Regions from separate parts of the Danio rerio genome. Here region 2 is linked to region 1. Evidence: chromatin contacts called from public Hi-C data. All regions are on one chromosome and are shown on one strand. Each heading gives the region's core, a stretch centred on a gene start, on an enhancer-like site or on the middle of the called end of the contact. The rest is flanking DNA. Distances are from core to core; before and after follow the strand shown. Region 1 has its middle 13 kb from the start of trib1. Region 2 holds the start of lrrc69 (leucine rich repeat containing 69).

Region 1 (3,441 bases), core at 364-2,863:
TTAAGCTTATACTAAATAAGCAGTTTGAACAAGCAGCAAAAATGTTTTTTGAGTGTACAACATCAATCTGATGTCATGTTGAAGTCCTGTACCTGCTGGGATCACCTAAATATACTTAAGGGAAATTCACTTGTTTGTCACAGTTAGATACACTTTTATTATTGTAGACTGTAAATAATCTGTAAATTAACAGTTTGATGTATTTAGTGATTTTTTTTCTCATTAGTTTATACTTTGAATTGCTTTACGGAATCCTGAGGTTTCCTTCAACAACTTTTGATGTTTAAAGTTTAAAAATGTTACCTTTATTAACTTTTTAATAGTTTTAGGTGATATAGTATATGGGTTGGTGTTGTGAATTATTGTAGAAAAAATGTTAATAAACTGCAAGCACTTTTCTGATATTTTACATAATTTTTAATTCTCTATTCAATATATTACTGTTTTACAATATGTTGTTTCAAACTACTATAATGTCAATAAAAGTCACTCTGTTCAACTACAAACTTGAATTTTCAACATATGTAGACAGAGCAAAAACCAAGGTCATTTATTCATTCATTTTCTTTTCGGCTTAGTCCCTTTATTAATCAGAGGTCGCCACAGCGGAATGAACCGCCAATTTACGCAGATGATGCCCTTCCAGCTGCAACCCATCACTGGTAAACATCCATATACACTCATTTACACACATTAACTACGGCTAATTTAGTTTATTCAATTTACCTATAGTGAATGTCTTTGGACTGTGGGGGAAACCGGAGCACCAGGAGGAAACCCATATGAAGACGGGGAAAACATGACAACTGTTAATTAACACACATTATTTAGTGTATGTTTGCATAAATGTAATTTATAATCATAATAATTCTTTATTTTAACCATAATATGTTATATTTAAAGCTTGTATATTTTACATGCATTAAATTGTATAAGTAATACAAATCAATGGTGTTTTTGCTATCAGTAAGTTAATGTTATCATTTTTATAAATAAACTGAATTAGTTTTTGTTTTTATTTTCTGTTTTGGTTTTCATTTTAGTGAAACTTTTAACATTTTTTTTCAGCAATACTTTACCCACATTTTGAAGAAAATGTTGCAATTATGAAGTTACACAAACATGTATTTAAGTGGGTGAAGTATACATTTTTTAAAAATGTTGGGTTCCAACACAATTCCTTCATGTTGTCCCAAAGGTTAAGTTAACTTAACTGTTTTTATGAATTTAAGTGGATTGAAAATAAAACAATAAACTTGACTTGTCCACCAAAAAAAAAAACTCAAGAATTGTGTTGATTCAGCTCATTTTAAGTAAGTAATTTGAACAAATAGCAAAAACATTTTTTTTTGTGTGTGTATTCTATAATATTATTTCATAACATCCCCTTTTTCTGTGTGCTTACTTTTCAACTCAACCTCTGTCCTAGAGTGCTGAATTCAGGCCAGAATGAAAGAGAAAGCTTAATGAGCAGTTTGACCTGAGAGTCAGGTAGTTCCGCCCCCTCCACTATGACATCACACTATCTTGCGTAAGGGCCTGATTGGGTATCAACAGAGTCGCTGGAGCGTCTCTGTTGTTGGGCTACTGCCAAAGAGCGTTGCACGCCATGGAAGCAATTGCCAAACATGTCGGAGCCGGCCTTGGGTGACGCTCTTATAAAAAGTGCCACTGTTCGTGCACTACTCATATTATCTTGACACTAGTGACATTATGAGTCACTACAGAGTGCATGAAGTTGTCTCGGAATCAAAAGATGATGTGATGGGATAAGGTCACATTTAAGGGCCTGTTAGCGGCTTAGTTTTGATATGCAGTCAGGCTTTTGACGTGGTGATAGATAAAGGGGTGTAAAGTGGCTCTGTAACAACCTGCGTCACAACGTGTCAAATGCATGGACTATTAATCCGCCTGAAGTGATGGTAATGCCGTCAGCTATCAGTGGCAGGACTGAACTGTCTATAGAGACTTGATTTGAAGATTTACAAGAGCACCCCCGGAGCCATTTGCGATGTATTTAGTTTACCGACAGTACTGGTTTAAAGACAGTTTGCTGTTATTAATGTCAGATTCTAGAGTTCTGTGCAGAAATAAAAAGAGCTGGTGATCAAAGAGTGAAACTAATCCAATTGTTTATGTATTATTGCATAAATCTGGAGAGTTAACATTCGAAACAACTTTACAAAGTCTTTCAAATCCGACTTGAGTTAAAGCAAAAGGCTTGATCGTGTTCAGTAAATTATAAAGCAAAAGCAACAATGACTTAAGACTTGAGACAATTAAGACAATGACAAAGACTTAATGCACATTCCCAAAAACGTTTCTGAAGGTCTTATTATTTATGGAACACAATACATCAATGTGTTCTTTAAATGTTCATTTATGAGGTGAAATTGAATTTAATAAACCTTTATAAAGCAAAAAAGTACCAAAAGTAAAGTAAATATTATGATATGTTTATTAGAAATTTACAAAATTACACGAGAATGTGATATAAAAAGTCTTGTTTTCTGTGAAATTTACCACGATAAAATGAGTTTGATTAAAACAGAACAATCTAGACTAAAAATGTATTTCAAAATTAAACAAATAAGTAATTTCATACAGTATTGACAGAGGTTTTTGTTTGTTTAAATCGACATGCTGTTCTCATTGATGTAAAAGAAAATGTTATTTCTTTACTTTGTATCTCAGGTAAATCTTACTTAAGGATGTTTAGAAATATTCAGAGACAACTTTACTGAGGAAGGTGTTAACCTTTTTGCAGGGGATGTTAAATTTACAGTTTTTCTCAGTCGCTTTGGTGCATTTCCCACAACACGTTTTACATTTGCACAACAGTTAATGCATTTCTCAATACAATTAGTCTTTTGTGCACATCCTAGTAGCAGTTTCTCAGTCCTTCCAACAAATTGCAAATGCATTTGGACATGCATTAATTGCTTTCATACAACTCTCTGCTGTTTATAACATTATCATTTGCTTATGCCATGTCAGTCAAAATTAACTAAACTTGTGAATGCTGAATAGTCATTCCATATAAAACTAATAGTCCTCATTTCATTACATACAAAAATGTTGAACTAGTTGTCAAAATCTGTCAAGCTAATTTTTTTTAATGTATATTTTTTTTCCTGAAAATGTCTTTTACATCGAACAATTTCATGAATGATTTACAGACCTTTGAATATTGTAGGTTCAGTTCCAAGATGTACTGCAATTATGTGTACAGTTGTGCACTGCTCTACCTAAAGGAAGTTTATGTTTGTCGTAAATAAGGGTGTATTTATTCTTTTGCACAATGCTGTGAATAAATTAGAATTGTAAAGAGCATATGCAGTAAAAATGTGAAACACACATATTCAGTGTCCTGTACTCAGATACCTCACTAAATGCATTGATGGCTAACTTTACTGTGGTTTTCGAATGGCTGTGCAAATA
Region 2 (3,592 bases), core at 426-2,925, 630 kb before region 1:
AGACTATTTCTCTGATTTCTTTTCTTCATACTTTTAGTTGAAAGCCCTTTCCCAGGTCCTCCAGCTACCCATAGAGGTCATCCAGGCAGATTCCCCGTGTATTACTATTGGTGAAGAATACGACAAGCCAAAAATCACACTCATGTAAATAACTGAACTTTTATGTAGTTAAATAACAATAATAATGATAATAATAATAATATTGTACATATAATTTCCTCTGCTTTGTTCTATTTCAGTTATATGCGGCATGCGTATGGACTTGGAGAGCATTACAACTCTGTGGAGCCTCTGAAAGATTTGGCAAACGAGGAAGAGGGCTGACCCGGTCACTGACACGCATTAATTTATGCATCTGTGCATAATTAGCCTGTAGAAATGGGCCGTGTGGAATTGGATTCCATTTTGCTAGGATCTGCAGAATTGAGGTTGTTCGGTCAGATGCTCACTGAAGATCCTGAAATAACCCCCTCTGGTCACTTCAGTTGCAGTGGACAAACTTAATATAACAGAGTTGTTCATGAATAAACTGTGTGCTTTGTGTTCTTATAAAACCACATATCTGCAAGTCATTTGCTCTAAAAGCTGCTGGATCGGGCTCATAGGCCATTGAATAAAAACTTTATCAATAATAAGCTTTTGTTTTTGGGATGTGAAAATGTTATTCTAATGTGCCTACAAATACAGACTGATGTGATAAAATCATGGATGTATTTTAAAGAGTGTATATTGTAAATTACACATAGAGCACCTGACAAAAGTCTTGTCGTCGATTCCAGTTATAAGAGCAACAAATAGTAACTTGACTTCTTGATCATTTGGAAGTGTCAGAAGGTAGATTTCTTGATGAATCATCTGTTGAACTGCATGCCGATCATCACAAATACTGCAAAACACCTATTGGAACCCACATAGACCCAAGATTCTCATAGAAGTCAGTCAAGTTTGGTAAAGGAAAAATCATGGTTTGGGGTAACATTCAGTATTGAGGCATATGAGAGATCTGCAGAGTGGATGTTAACATCAACAGCCTGAGGTATCAAGACATTTGTGCTGCCCATTACATTACAAACCACAGAAGAGGGCAAACTCTTCAGCAGGATAGCGCTCCTTCTCATACTTCAGCCTCCACATTAAAGTTCCTGAAAGCAAAGAAGGTCAAGGTGCTCCAGGAATGGCCAGCCCAGTCACCAGAAATGAACATTATTGAGCATGTCTGGGGTAAGATGGAGGAGGCATTGAAGATGAATCCAAAGTATCTTGATTAACCCTGGGAGTCTTGCAAGAACGCTTTCTTTGCTATTCCAGATAACTTTATTTATATGTTTTTGAGTCGTTCCAGAGATGTATGGATGCAGTCCTATTTATTTCAGTAAAATAAGCATATCTAGAGGCCTTTGTCTTTCATATAAGTCACTTCTGATACCAAATGATTAACTAGAAGGACATTTAATATATCATAATACATTTTTTACTTTAAAATAGAAAGTTTGTAAGGATGTATATGTTCTCATTAATCAAAGAGTGTCATGGGCTTTCAGCATGTGAACCCTTTTGGCCTTTTAGAAAGTTATATTTTGTATTATTAATGTTTTAATTGCGAAAAGATTTGAAATTCCTGTTTTTCATGTATTTGTCCGTTAGGCGGCGCCAGTGCGCGCAGTAAACAAGATCAGACTCTCCATGGAAACTTGGGGAAAACTTCAAATTGACGAAGCGAGTATCAATGGCAAACGATTCAATCATTAAAGCATTAAAAACCAAATCAAAGTCTCTAAATCTCAGTTCTACGAAAATTATATATCTCCCGGAAGCGCTTGAGAAACTGACGTGGATTTTGGTGTTAAAGCTGAATAATAATTTTCTGTCAAGTCTGCCGTCTGAGTTCATGCGTTTACAGAAGGTGAGTTCAAACCTGTTTATTTTCATAACAACTTTGTTTCACACATTTAAAGACAACGACAGAACAACTTTAATTCATATTTGTACTTCGCTAAAATTATGGGCTATTACAAACATGGCAAAGTTAGCATTAAAGCATAGATAGGCATTAAAGTGTTCAAATTGTTAACAATAACACATTTTGATTTATTGTATAGCGTTAAATACCACGACAAACCAACTACAGCGAATCATTAATCCAAAATCTAACGTTATATCTTATTCTATTCATTTTCTCTTTGGCTTGGTCCCTTTTTTAATCTGGGGTCGCCACAACGGAATGAACCGCCAACTTATCCAGCATATGTTTTACGCAGCAGATGCCCTTCCAGCTGCAACCCATCACTGGGAAACACCTATACACTCCCATTCACACACACACACTACAGACAATTTAGCTTACTCGATTAACCTACACCTGGACTTGGGAATGAACATGCAAACTTCACACAGAAATGCCAACTGACCCAGCCAAGGCTCGAACCAACGACCTTGTTGCTGTGAGGCGACAGCGCTAACCACTGTGCCGCCCTCTTATATGAATTAATATAATTTAAACATACAAAATATTGCTATTTTATGCTTAATTAAAAATGTTTTTATAGGTCTAAATAGATGTCGTTGTTTTTTTTAATAGTTTTAATTGTACTTTCAATGTATATTTTTTTCATGTGCGTCTTAAGTTGACAGAGCTCAATTTGGGAAACAATGTTCTTGAGGAGGTCCCATCTGTGTTGAAACACCTCTGCTGTCTAAATAAACTTTATTTATATGGGAACCAAATCAGCTATTTGTCAGCAGAGGTGTTGGGTAAGTTCAAACTCTTCCTTCTTAAGTGTTATTTCATTAAACCGTGTCAAATACTGTTTTACAGTTGAATTCAGAAAAACTACCCCCCCCCCCCCCCCTGTTTATTCTAGCTGAAATAAAACAAATAAGACTCTCTCCAGGAGAAAAAATATTATCAAACATACTGTGAAAATTTCCTTGCTCTGTTAAACATCATTTGGAAAATATTTTAAAAAGAACCAAAAAATTAAAGAGGGCTAATAATTCTGACTTCAACTGTATTTATTTGCAGAGGGTTTACCAAACCTTGTGCTTCTCAATTTGAATCACAACAAAATCAAAGTCATTCCCTCAGAAATAAAAAGGTAAGAGGATTCCAATCATTTTTATTTTTTACATATTTTTACTTTTTGACTGGCATGGTGTCTGATTTTTACATTTTTTTTATTTACAGTCTCTGTCGCCTACAAAGCATCAGCATCACAGACAATCATTTGGAGCAGATTCCAGCTGAACTGGGTTTGATGAAGAGTCTGACTGAGATTAACTTCACTAATAATAAACTGACTCAAATACCACAACAGTTATGTGATTTATCACAGCTCAGGAGGTTGTATTTGGCCCGAAACAAGCTCACAGAAATACCAGAGGCAAGAGAGTGAACCATCATTATACTTGAACCATTGTTTATGCATAGTAGTTCATTATGTGTTCATTTTTTTTTTGCTTAGGGAGTTCTTGGTTGGAAAAACCTGAAGATCTTAGATGTTGCAGGAAATCGTTTATCTGTGTTTCCATTTGATGTAAGACATTTTAACTTTAACTTTTTATTTACTACTATTACTACTACTAATAATACATA

The links. Hi-C and Micro-C count contacts between places; a contact is called where the count stands out from the background.
Region 2: a contact with region 1 is called in a Hi-C map of an unstated tissue, with 2.8 times the contacts expected there. The contact joins the promoter of lrrc69 here to the enhancer-like site in region 1. A contact is called at or near these places in 1 of 18 Hi-C or Micro-C datasets (an unstated tissue) and 1 of 4 datasets of contacts at active chromatin or transcription factors (embryo).

The regions. Positions count from the first base shown.
Region 1 is chr19:35,660,528-35,663,968 of GRCz12tu, reverse strand. No RefSeq gene overlaps it. Among named protein-coding and RNA genes, the nearest start is that of trib1, 13 kb to the left of the region's middle. Within about 2 kb of position 1,613, at least 19 of the 62 cell types and tissues checked have an H3K27ac peak or open chromatin away from gene starts, as enhancers often do.
Region 2 is chr19:36,291,361-36,294,952 of GRCz12tu, reverse strand. lrrc69 (leucine rich repeat containing 69) reads left to right here and starts at 1,675. Exons shown (of 12, transcript XM_073931793.1): 1 at 1,675-1,903; 2 at 2,625-2,751; 3 at 3,023-3,095; 4 at 3,185-3,380; 5 at 3,462-3,533. The coding sequence starts at 1,727. otud6b (OTU deubiquitinase 6B) reads left to right here. Exons shown (of 7, transcript NM_200225.1): 6 at 38-144; 7 at 240-632. The coding sequence ends at 324.